2 separate regions of the Zea mays genome follow, and region 1 is linked to region 2. A link is a contact called in public Hi-C data. All regions are on one chromosome and are shown on one strand. The core of a region is the stretch at or near the end of the contact, and the rest is flanking DNA. Distances in the headings are between cores, read along the strand shown.

Evidence for each region. Hi-C and Micro-C count contacts between places; a contact is called where the count stands out from the background.
Region 1: a contact with region 2 is called in a Hi-C map of ear, with 3 times the contacts expected there. The contact joins the promoter of LOC100502327 here to the promoter of LOC100285591 in region 2. A contact is called at or near these places in 7 of 25 Hi-C or Micro-C datasets (bundle sheath, ear, endosperm and 2 more).

What each region holds. Positions count from the first base shown.
Region 1 is chr3:149,816,514-149,823,175 of Zm-B73-REFERENCE-NAM-5.0, reverse strand. LOC100502327 (SART-1 family protein DOT2) reads right to left here and starts at 2,135. Exons shown (of 13, transcript NM_001323905.1): 1 at 1,715-2,135; 2 at 887-1,487. The coding sequence starts at 1,473.
Region 2 is chr3:149,487,114-149,493,701 of Zm-B73-REFERENCE-NAM-5.0, reverse strand. It overlaps LOC100285591 (NAD kinase 1), which reads left to right and starts at 3,235. Exons shown (of 11, transcript NM_001158482.2): 1 at 3,235-3,564; 2 at 3,678-3,794; 3 at 4,587-4,758; 4 at 4,881-5,000; 5 at 5,588-5,880; 6 at 5,991-6,085; 7 at 6,427-6,533. The coding sequence starts at 3,538.

The DNA of each region.
Region 1 (6,662 bases), core at 886-3,385, 330 kb before region 2:
ACGCAAATATTACTTGATTCAGGAACCGCATACAAACCTTTAACAGATATTCCATCCATATTTAAATACATGGCATTTAAGGCTAATTAGTTGTAGCATGTCACCACTACCAAAGGTTTATGTTCCCTAAAGTATTAAGCCCTGCAAGATGTTCCTTGAATTTGCATGTTTTCAATGCTTTACGATAAAGATTTCCAATGTTCTTTAGTGTAGAGGTTTATCTGTTCATACTTCAAAATCAGTAAGGCATTATTTTCCAAGGTGTTCTAACCTGGGAAGTGGGAACCTTAGGAAACGTTCAAAGTTGTACAGGTTTACAACGACACAAGACTGGTTGCAACCAAAATGCATTTCATATGCGCATTAAATGTGCTGGAGACAGCCATCAGCCACAACTTTGCCTGACTATGCATATGAACGCAACAAGTAAAATAAATCATACAAAATTTAGCTGTAATGCTGTATTTTCAATGTTAGTTGATTATGCATAAATACTGGAGAGAGAGGCCGTTTCCTATGCAATCTGTTAGATTGTGCAAGCGTGCAATTACATTATCTAAGTAATCTAGTGCAAATCTAATGGTGACTGATAATTTTGCGTTTAACCCCTCCCACCTCACCCTTCATCTCTTTAATCCTTGCTGGGTTAAACGTAAAATTAGCAGTCACCATTAGATATGAATTAGATGGCTTAGATTATGTAATTGCACGCTTGCACAACTTAGCAGATTGCACAGGATACGGCCTCATGCGCGCATGCTTCGCGTGCGTGCGTGCGTGTGTGTGTGTCTGTTTGTCTATCATTCAGAAAGCTGAGGCAAATGACAACATACAGTTCCTCAACATACTATCGAAACATATGAGGAAGAAAAGACCAAGTAGTTACCTTGCAATGCGCTCTCTGAGCTCATCTGCTGCGGGCTGCTCAGCATCCCCTGAGGCATCAACTCTCTGCTTCTGAACCCCCTTGTCGCCCTTGGATAAATCTGCTTCGTCTTCTCCACGACCCTTCACCCTTGACTTCTCGTGATCCCTATCCTCCCTCTGCGTCCTATCCTTGTCCTTGTCTCTATTGCGGCTTCTCTCCTTATCCCTGTCCCTCCGCTCCCTTTCCTTATCACGCTCTGCTTCTTTATCCCGGTCTTTGCTACGGTCCTTGTCACGCTGCCGATCTGGTTCCCGCTCCCGATCTTTGCCCCGGTCACGGTCACGGTTACGTTCACGCTCTGGCTCCTTATCCCGGTCTCTGTACTTGCTATCCTTATCCCTGTCTCTCTCCCTATCTCTATCCCTATCCCTATGCTTGCCATCATCCTTGTCCCTTCTCCGGTCGTCCTTCTCTTTCTCCCTGTCCCTTCTTCCACTGCCATTGTGATCCTTCTCCTCCCTCCTATGCCTCTCCCTCCTCTCCTTATCCCGGTGCCGCTCAATGCCGTCCAGCTCCATCTCGTCCACCGCAGCAGCAGACGACATGCGTGACCCAGTAACTTTTGCAAAAACAAACGAAATTATAAGACATGTTGCCTATATAAACTTGTAATTAGGCAGATACAAATACACATACCCAAAAGTTAGGGTTCTGGTGCTCGGTTTCGTACCTAAATAGATTAAGCTAGGGTTCTGGTGCTCGGTTTCGTACCTAAATAGATTAAGCTAGGGTTCGGGTGCTCGGTTTCGCGCGGCAGGAAGTGAAGAGGTCAAGCGGAGGGGTTACCTGGTGCGTGCTGGTCGCCGGCGAAGGGCACAACGAAGACCTGGCGAATAAACCGACGAGTCTAGACCCGAGCACGTGGCGAGCGGCGGCGGCAGTGGAGGAGCAGAATTTCCAACTTGAGTATTCCAACTTCCACGTCAAAAAAAATCCAATCCCACCTCCCCCTACAGCCTGCTCAGCGGTGCGCCCGCGCCCACCGCGCCGAGGTCGCGCCCTGCGCCCCTGCCGCCGCAACTGTCCGCTCGTGCGCGCGGCACGCTGGCCACGGATGCCTTGCGCCCAGCCGCCTGCAGCCGTTAGGGTTAGGCGTTTGGCAGCTCCCCTCCCGCTGGCCGCCACCGCCGACGCCGGCTAGGGTTAGCGCTGCAGCCTCCAGCCTCGTGTCTCCGTGAACGTTCGAAGCAGAGATGAGCAGAGTGTGAGGGGCGCCTGGGACCTGGGCAGGATTGGGTGGCCGCGTGTTCTGGCCAAACGGCCCAAGACGCCTAGTGGGCCGTCCTGCGGGTTTGGGATTTCGAAAGATTTTTTTTCTCTGTTTTGGGCTAAATTGAGTAACTATGAGTTAATAGTTAGTGACTAAAATTAGTTGAGTCATTCAAACACCCTATTAATAGTTTAGCTATCGGCTATTTTTAGTAATTAATTAATAGTTAGATAGCTATTTATTAGTTAGCTAATTCCACTAATAATTTTTAGCCAACTAACTATTAGTTTTAGTACATTCAAACACCCCTATATAATCCAATTTAAAACACACCAACCAAATCACCCCACACTCACTTAAATCAAATTAACAATATTATTTGGAATATTGGGTCATTCCTAATTCATCATCCCTCCCCTTCTCCCGTGCCCCCTCACTCACAGCCTCCTCGCATCCCCCTCAAACGTGACGCCGCCACCGTCAACCGACTCAACCACTACCCTCACGTCGCTGCCACCGTCAATCCCTCTCTGTGGGATCTTAGCGTTATCACGAGGTATATGCTAGTACATATAGGTGTACGAATAAAATTAGGTATTTTCTATAATAGCTTTATATTTGGCCCCTTTAGCGTGGACCTAGGGATGGCGGTGGGTACTGGTATAGGTAAATAACCATCTTTATATCATCTAATATCTACTATATTAAAGCATCAGTTTGTCTAATTCCATGGTTTTTATCGTGGTTGTGCCCCCACATTTATTTAAATTACAAAGACGCTAAAATTATGTATAAATGGGGATTCGAACCATGGTTGTTAGCTCTAAACCCACGTTTAAACTAATTGTGCACAAATTGTTGTTTGAACCTTGGTTGTTTGCTCCATATTCACACCCACCTACCAATAGAACACATATTTTTGTGTCTCGTTAAAATAGTCTACTCGTATGATATATAGAAATAGTGGCAATGCACGAGCAACTAACTAGTGGGTAATTATGTGTCACACATTGATATGATAGAATTTCTTACCCCATAGGTACGAGTATGGGTATAATGTAGTATCCACGGGTAAATTTCTCGAGAGAATGGATATGTACTATCCATACCTACCACCTGATGGGTATCTGACATGTGGGTCATCTAGATAGTTTAGGCATTCCAAATTCCTATTCGAAGATTCAACCCTAACCTGCCTATAGGCTATGGATGAGAGCCCAAGCAAACCCTCATGCGATCGCCCCCATCTTCCACCATGTGTCGCCATCCTCCATGTTGTGTCCAGTGCCCCCATCCTCCATGCTGCACCGGGCCCATCCTTCATTGTTGTGTCCCCATCCTTCTGAGTCCCGTTGTACCACGCGCCCATCCTCAATATTACATAGTGTGCCCCATCTGTCGTACACTGAAACCACCATCGCCTTGTTGTCGCCTCCTAGAAGTTTGGCAACAATTGAAACCTTCTTCTATCATAGACTGACTCCAGTGGGTAACTGGTATCCGTCGGGTAGTGGATACCTGATGGGCATGGGTATGGGTTGGGTTTTATCTCGCGGGTATGGATTCGTGAACCATACACCATGTACTACCCACCTAACTACCATCCCTATGTGGCCCATGGAAGGGATAAGGAAAGGTAGGCGATGAATGTAGCATGCGGAGACTTATAAACACATCGGGTTGACGTGGAGGCGAACGTAGAGCAGGAACTAGTGTTGCGTAACTTTCTCCTTATTCTATTTCAAAATAATTAAAGCTTTAATTTTATATCACAATTTCTAAAAAATATTTATAGGTACCTATCGCCCCATGGGGGCGGAAGAGACCTAAATATAATTTGGAGTGGTCCTCGTCGCTCTAAAAATGTGTGTTAGGACACCTAGCGCTTGGTGGTAGGGCGGCATGGCCCTACCGCTCGGTGGGGCCAAGTGAAAGGGAAATGGGCTAGATAGCCATTTCTACCTATTTTGGTGATTAAGTATCCAACACATTATCATGGACTAACTTGTTTACTTTGAGTATGAGCGTAGGATCACTTATATGCAATTTGAAGGTGTTAAGTCCAAAAGAGAAAAAGAGGCTAGAAATGGCAACTTCGGGTAAAATGGTAAAACTAAGAGGTTTGATCACTTAGAGAAGTTGCATATGCCTAATACAATATTTCTATCATTTTGATTTAATATCTTACTCAATTCTATGATAAAAGTGCTTTCTGGGCTTGTTTTGAGCTAAACTGCAAATCCTAGTGGAAACATATGGAAGAGGTCAGTTCCCTAGACTTAGTTCATTTGTTTATGTGCTAATGGTATTTGTCTAAGTCATGGAAAAGCTCCCAAGAATGTTCAAAGAGGGTTGAAGAAGTTAGACTCAAAAGAGCCTTACTTGATGGTTCTAGGCCTCACCAGACCAGTCCGGTGGTGCACCGGACCGGGTATGCAAAAGACCTAGAACTCAGGCTTTGAGCGACCTGGCGCACCGGACCGCCTGTATGGCTGAACAGTCAAGCCTTGGGTTTTTATTTATAAAAATCACCGAACCTTGAACAGTAGTCGGTTGAGTGGTGCACTGAACCGCCTGTAACGGCTACTTCATGCGGGTGTGTGCTGGCCAACGATTAGCTGATGGGGCACCCGGTCTGAAGGTGCACCGGACTAGTACAATGCTCGTCAGTTATGTAAGGGCCCCAGTTAGATCCTGGAGAAGGAGCGACTATTCACGGTCTAGTGCCCTCAAGCAGAACTAATTTTCAACTACTTTTACATGGAAGGAGCAATGGCTAGGGACCGACCATGGGTTATTAAAGGGACCCCTTGGTCCACTCCTTTTGCACCCAAGCACCCTAATAACAATATATTATATCCCATACTCTACAACAACATGTTTGTGACATTCTAGTGAGATCCAGCTATCGTTCTGAGCTATTTTTGTCTTTCTTTGAGAGTGTTGTGTTGTGATCTCCATTCTTGCATTGTGTTGCTATGTGTTTGCTCTTATGTGTGATAATAATCCTCCTCTTGTTACTGAGTTGTAACTCTATTAAACTGTGTACGGCTGCAAGAGACTCCAACTTGTGGAGATTCATAGCGAGGGGATTGATATTGTGATAAGAAATACCGTGGCACTCAAGTTGATCATAGGATCGCTTGAAAGGGGTTGAGTGCAACCCTTCAGCCTATTCATTGCGGCTTTAATCCACCGACTTCTAATTTAACTACAGTATTTTGTTTGCATGGATTGCAGCTGCAACAGTCCGAATGGCTTCAATCTAGCCACAGTGAACAATCGCCCATTAGGACACCACAACGTGGATGTAGGCAAGCATTTCAGGCTTGGCTGAACCACGACATAAAACCACTTGTCTCTCTTGTGCATTTACTTTCTTTGCGATTTTACTCTTCCTCTCTTTCTCTAATTTCTTAAGTTATCTTGCAATATTGCTATAAGTTTATTCCACTATCTTGTGAGAGCAATCAAGTGAAAGAACTTCTCTCTACCTTTTCACTCTATTTTTTATCTAGTTTTTACACTAGTACTTAATTGGATCAAGTTTTCGTTTTAAGTTGTGACTATCAATTAATATCGGAGCCATTAGTGATAAGGAAATCTCGCAGGCATTCATAACATGCTCTTGGTGCTTGCTTAAGCCCATAGAGCGCCTTTGAGAGTTTATAGACATGGCTAGGGTACTCACTATCTTCAAAGCTGGGAGGTTGCTCAACATAGACCTCTTCCTTGATTGGTCCATTGAGGAAGGCACTTTTCACGTCCATTTGGTAAAGCTTGAAGCCATGGTAAGTAGCATAGGCAAGTAATATGCGAATTGACTCAATCCTAGCTATGGGTGCATAAGTTTCATCAAAATCCAAACCTTCGACTTGTGAATAACCCTTGGCCACAAGTCGGGCTTTGTTCCTTGTCACCACACCATGCTCATCTTGCTTGTTGCAGAATACTGAAAGGGAAATAGGCTCAAACCTTTTCCTAAATGATTTTGGTGGTTGAATTGCCCAACACAAACAATTGGACTAACTAGTTTGATCTAGATTATGAGTTCTACAGGTGCTAAAGGTTCAACACAAACCAATAAAAAGTCCAAGAAAGGGTTCAAATAGAAAGGAGCAAAACCAACCGAAGGCTGCCTTGGTCTGGCGCACCGGACAGTGTCCGATGCACCACCGGACAGTGTCCGGTGCACCAGGGAGATTTCACTCTGAACTCCTCAGCTTCGGGTTTCTGGAAAATGCTCTCCGCTATAATTCACCGGACTGTCTGGTGTGCCAGCGGAGCAACGGCTAGCGCGCCAACGGTCGATTGCAAAAGTGAACTGTGCAATCTGCGCGCAGAGTCAGAGCAGGCGCCAGAAGGCGCACCGGACAGTGAACAATGACTGTCCGGTGCACCACCGGACTGTCTGGTGGCCCAGTTGTCAGAAGCTCCAACGGTCGAACCCTAACGGTTAGGTGACGTGGCTGGCGCACCGGACTGTCCGGTGCGCCCTTCGACCACAGCCTTCCCAACGGCCAC
Region 2 (6,588 bases), core at 1,986-4,485:
CCACCATTCATTGCATCCAAGTTTTCCACTTCTCAACCACTTACAAGAGCTAGGCATTCAATTCTAGACACACCCAAGTGATCAAATCCTCTCCAATTCCACACAAGGCTTTAGTGATTAGCGAGAGAGATTTGCTGTGTTCTTTTGAGCTCTTGCGCTTGGATTGCTTCTTTTCTTTCTCACTTGTTCTTGTGATCAAAACTCAATTGTAACCAAGGCAAGAGGCACCAATTGTGTGGTGGCCCTTGCGGGGAAGTTTTGTTCCCGTTTGAATGAGAAGAAGAAAGCTCACTCGGTCCGAGGGATCGTTTGAGAGAGGGAAAGGGTTGAAAGAGACCCGGTCTTTGTGACCACCTCAACGGGGAGTAGGTTTGCAAGAACTGAACCTCGGTAAAACAAATCCTTGTGTCTCACCGCTCCATTCGCTTGCGAATTGTTTTGCGCCCTCTCTCTTGGACTCATTATTATTTCTAACGCTAACCCGGCTTGTAGTTGTGATTAATCTTGCAAATTTCAGTTTCGCCCTATTCACCCCCCTCTAGGCGACTATCAGAGAGAAACAGAGAAATGAGAAGGGAAGCTGAGGCGCATGGTTCTTAAATCACTTAAGAACGTCGGATAGGGGAGGGTCGATGTCTTATCGCTTTAAAAACGTCAGCCAGGTGAGGGCAGACAGTCTTAACTTTATGTATGCCGGTCTGGACGTGACCGATGTTCTTAAAGTTAAGACCGCCGGCCGTCGAAACCGACGTTCTTATCCTATTTAAGAACGCTGATGTCGACGTTCTTAAGGCGGTTGATACTTTTTCCTGTTTTTCCTGTAGTATAGATAGTTTGCCTCATTAACCATCCACCTTTTGGGTTTTACAGAGTATATTGCAGTACTCTAGTATTTTTTTTTGTCAAATCTATTTTAGAGAGTAGCTAAATCACTAAATTTGGCTAGTTTTTTTGGTTAATCTCTTGGAGATGCTCTAAGTCTACATGTCATACTTATACTTAATATTCAAATATTCGACGTGACATGAATTAAACTTTACTGGGAAACCAAACACCCCCTTAGTAGATTTTAAATGAGGTGTATGATGCCCACGATCCAAATATTTCTTCACAATTTGTTTGGGCCCTAAATTAATTTTAGTTCAAAAATGAATAGAAATAGAGCTTGATCCTAATTTGATCTGATCCTTAAATTTTAAAATGTAAAATTTAGAGCCAATTGTCACCCCTATGCCCCAATTAAGGCCCCCTTTGGTAGGGCTCTACCTCTGCTAGCTCTAGCTCTGCCTTCTCTAGAAAACAACTATCGGGTTATTTTCAAGAAGAGCTTCAGAAAGAGCATCCTATTTGGTTGGAAACACAACCTCTCGTGCGACGTGGGTTCGATGAAGAGAAAAACATGGGAGAGAAGTTTGTAGAAGCTGAAAGGGAATTAGGCTTACACCTTTTTTCTAATTGATTTTGGTGGTTGAATTGCCCAACACAAATAATTTGACTAACTAGTTTGCTCTAGTCTATAAGTTTTACAGGTGCCAAAGGTTCACAATAAGCCAATAAAAAGACCAAGAAAGGGTTCAAACAAAGAGAGCAAAAGACAACCCAAAGGCACCCTGGTCTGGCGCACCGGACAGTGTCCGGTGCACCAGGGCACTCGACGCTGAACTCGCTACCTTCGGGAAATTCAGAGGGCGCTCCGCTATAATTCACCGGACTGTCCGGTGAAGCACCGGACTGTCCGGTGTGCCAGCGGAGCAACGGCTACTTCGCGCGCAACAGTCGACTGCAACCGCATTCAATGCGCTACAGTGCGCGCCAGAGTCAGAGCACGCGTAGTTGGCGCACCGGACAGCCCAGAGGGCCCACAAGTCAGAGCTCAAACGGTCGAACCCCAACGGTCTGCTGACGTGGCTGGCGCACCGGACAGTGTCGCACCGGACTGTTCGGTGCGCCATGCGACAACAGCCTTCCAACGACCATTTTTTGTGGTTGGGGCTATAAATAGCCCAACCACCCCACATTCAATAGCATCCAAGTTTCCAACCTTCAACACATTACAAGAGCTATAGCATTCAATTCTAGACACCCCAAAGAGATCAAATCCTCCCCCAAGTCCGGAATCACTCCAAATCAAATAGTGACTAGAGAGAGTGACATTTGTGTTCATTTGAGCTCTTGTGCTTGGATCGCTTCTTTTCTTTCTCATTCTTTCTTGTGATCATATTCAATTGTAACCAAGGCAAGAGACACCAATTGTGTGGTGGTCCTTGCGGGAACTTCGTGTTCCGTTTGATTGAGAAGAGAAGCTCACTCGGTCTAAGTGACCGTTTGAGAGAGGGAAAGGGTTGAAAGAGACCTGGTCTTCGTGACCACCTCAACGGGGAGTAGGTTTGCAAAAACCGAACCTCGGTAAAACAAATCATCATGTCTCGCTCTTTATTCGCTCACGATTTGTTTTGCGCCCTCTCTCTCGGACTCGTTTCTATTTCTAACGCTAACCCGGCTTGTAGTTGCGCTTAAGTTTATAAATTTCAGATTCGCCCTATTCATCCCCCTCTAGGCGACTTTCAGAAGCTTTTTTCTAGCTCCTAGCTCTCGTTGATTTTTTTGAAGGAGATCATCTCTCTTTTCTAGAAAGAGCTCATAAAAAACCCCTTTAGTAGATTTTTTTTTCAAAAAGCTCTTAGAGAATCCCAATCAAAAAGAGTCTAAGGACTTGTTTGGCAACAATGTTTCTAAAAAACATGGTTCTACAATACTATATTTTGCAATTGTTAATGACAATACCGTAGTATTTTACTCCAAAAATACCATGGTTTGAGAAACATTGTTTGGATACAACATTGTAAGTCATGGTATTAGACAAAATCTAGCCATCCATGAAAAACTTTGGGTTGGAGCGGAGTTTCCAATACTCCAAAAATACCACATTATCTAGAATACCATGTTTTTGAAAATATAGTTTTCAAGAATATAACCAAACATCTTATGGTATAAAATATTATAGTATTATTTAAAAATATAGTATTGCATAGGAACTGTAAAAATAATTAACTTCCAAAGCCCTAAGTTTCTTTCTCCCATTGTCTCCCCACAAGTTGGAGGGGGGCGGATATAGTTAGATCGATTTAATTAATAATCCCCAAACCGGGGAAAAAAGGAAATGGGAAGCGTGGTGGACCCCGGCAGGAACCAGTGAACCACGAAGGCTCCGCACGCCATGCCGCTCCCTTCCCGGCACGCGTCAGCCGGAACCCGGCCGTCCCACTGCAGCTGGGGCCCACCGGCGAGCACCCGTCGGCGTCAAAGCAGGATCCTAAATAGCCGCGCCGGGGCGGGGCAGAGGTGGTGCTCCTCACACCGGCCTCGGCGCCTCGCACCACAACCACCTCCTACCCCTTCTCTTCTTCTTCTCCCCCCTTGCGAATCGGAGACCAAGTGCAATTGCCCACCCAAGCCCCGGAACCGGGGGCCAAGAGCAGTACAGGGGGTTGGTTTCTGCGACGGCGAGGACGCGAAGCGGATTCGGATCGCGCCGCCATGCCGCTCGACGAGCTCGCCGACAAAGTAAGCGCCTCCTCCCCCTGGGAGTCCGAATTTCGCGAGCTAGTTTGAATTCTGAGATCGACGGAATGCTTGGTTTAGCTGGTTATGGTGAATGCGTGGTTTCCGCGTGGCAGGGGCCGTCGTCCTCCGAGGAAGTTCAGCTCGCGCCGTCGGATTCCAAGTTCCGGAGCCTCAGTCCTTCGCCGATTCCGCTCCCAACTCTTCCGAGCATCAGATCATTGGTCCACTCGGTACGTCCAGACTTGTATAGAATGGCGTTAAGGAATGTGTGCCCGCTTTGGGTTCGTCTCGCTCGTAGTCGTAGTTTTTGTTCTTCGTCGTGCGATTGCGTAATAAGTAACGGCACCCAAGTAACTAACTGGAGTGTCCTTGAGTTTCACGGCTTCTGTTTTTGTCGTACAGGTGTTTTAAGTAACTATATCTTGCAAGCTCCGGCTCGGGGATTTCCTGGACCAGAAATGCCAATGGGCTCGACCTCCTTTCCCCATTTTGTGGGTGAAAGATTTATTCCGGTGTTCCAGTGTATATTTGTTTAAAAAAACGTATCTAGTACAGACATTTGAGTAGTATACGAAACTTGAATTTGTGATTTAATCAGCTAGAAAGTCACACTAATTGCAAATCCGAGTCACACATGAAAATACGAGGCAAAATCGCTTGGTTACCTTACCTGTGGAAAGGCTAACAAATTGCAAGTTTAACATTGCATCATTTTGCAGTTTGAGCCTATTTAAGCTCTGAGTTACATAAATCGATCAGCATTTTTATTGGGTATTGTTTATGGAGTTCAAAAGTTTGGTGGGTTTAAGTCTGAATTTATCTGAAAACCTCACAACACTTTGTCTGTGAATCTAAACTAAGCTGCATATGTCATCATTGGCTTCATTGCAATCTTAAACGGCTGGATATGTTTATTTCTGGTGCAGTTGATACATTCACAATGAAAGGAGAGACATTTTTTTAACAACCATCAGATGCCCTATTGTCCTGCACTCACGCTGACAGACCTGCTTCTATTTCAGGTTTCTGACGAGAGTGTAAATGTAGATGTCGCGGCCTCACATCAAAGTGAAAATGGATCTATCTCTACTGTTAGTTCACTAGAATCAGAGAGGGCAGCATATGAATTTCTTGCTCAAACTCCTGTCAGGTCAACTGATGCACATCTTGTTGAGTTTTCGGAGGCTATGAGAAGTAAGGATAGACATATTTTGTACTTTGAATGAAGCCTAAAATGTACTGCAGAAATACAGACATGTGCAACCTTCCTTTTACTATTAAAATAACAATTGGTATAAATTTATGTGAATTTGAAGCTGTTGCAAAAGCCTTACGACGAGTGGCTGAAGGGAAGGCTGCTGCTCAAGCAGAGGCAGCGGAGTGGAAACGTAAGTATGAATTAGAGACAGCGCACAAGCATCGGAGTAAAATCAAAGGTAAGATATGCATTTGCTATTGATAATTTTACTTTTAGTGAAACAATCTCATAACTTGAGCAATCCATCAACTATCGCTTCAAGTTCATATCTATCTTTTCCATTTGATGGTTTAGTCAGTGAAGCGACCACAAAATTCCAAGCAGGTTGCTACACACGTGCATAGGCCCATGCGACAAGGAGTGTGGTTGGTTTAGCAAACTTTAGGCTCTGGCCCCTGCGATGTTCAACATACTGCTCATAGGCGTGACTTGAGGGTGTGTGGGGCTTATCATAGCACCATTGGATGCAGGGGCGAAGCCAGCATTTAAGATTGAGAGGGACAAATTAGATTGAGGGGGGCTGTTAAGAGGTATTTTACATTATTTATATGGTGATTAGCTAAAAAAATTAGTAGCTTCTATGGAATTTGTAGAAGATTAGGGGGGACATTGCCCCCCTGTGCCCCTCCCTAGAATCGCCCCTGATTGGATGGATCTCAAAATTTAAAATTTGGCACACATATTGCATCATGGAATACTATATTACCGTGTTCAGCATCTATACTCTTTGTGCCTCTTAAGCAACTGGAATTCTATCTTGTGCAGGCTACAGCAGTTGTATCAATAATGACTTAGACAAACTGGTCAGCCAACTAACCCTGGAGACACCTACATCTGATCAATTAGGATGTTGCGGAAAGCATGGTATATGTGCACATGAGATTCTCCAGGACGAAGTTCCTGGGCCTATCCCAAGATCTAATCACAAGGTGGTGGGGAGAAAGGCATCATTTAAACTTTCATGGGGATGTAATGGGGATAAAAATGGACAACATAAGCATGATTTTGTGTCCTTTGAAAAAGGTGATATAACAACCGCAGAACGAAGCAATAAGCAGGTTGGTTCATTTGTCCTGTTCAATTCATTTTGGAATGGCAGATAATTCTAGAAATTTTTAATCACTTTTGCTCCTCTCTCTTTCAATGATGACAAATACTTTGCCTCCAGATCTTACTGAAATGGGAATCGCCACCACAAACAGTGCTTTTCATAACCAAACCGAATTCCAACTCTGTTCGTGTTCTTTGTGCTGAAATGATCAGGTGTGTTCTTTTATCTGCTTTGCACCACCACTACGGATATCCAAATCCACGGATTAATTCTTTGTGCGGTCGGATATTATCTATGACCATGGATATTGCTGCAGGCGGATATTTCCAATATCCGATCCGAATCCGACCCGTTGCCATCCCTAGCCACACTATACCATATGAGAACCAACCACTTGTCTTTGATGACATAAGTTAACATTTTTAGAAATCAGCACCTTTGATATGTTTTTGTGCATCATGAATCGCAACTTACATGGGTTATATGCTACTGCACAGGTAACCTGTATATTGTGCACATGCCACTAAAAGTTTTTTTAATTATTTTTCTGCAGATGGCTTAGGGAGCATAAAAATATAAACATCTTTGTTGAGCCACGTGTTAGCAAGGAACTTCTAACAGAGGATTCTTACTACAACTTCGTCCAAACATGGGATAATGGTAAGACATTTAACTTGTGTGATGAACTTCTTCCATGTGCTCCAGATTAGCAGTT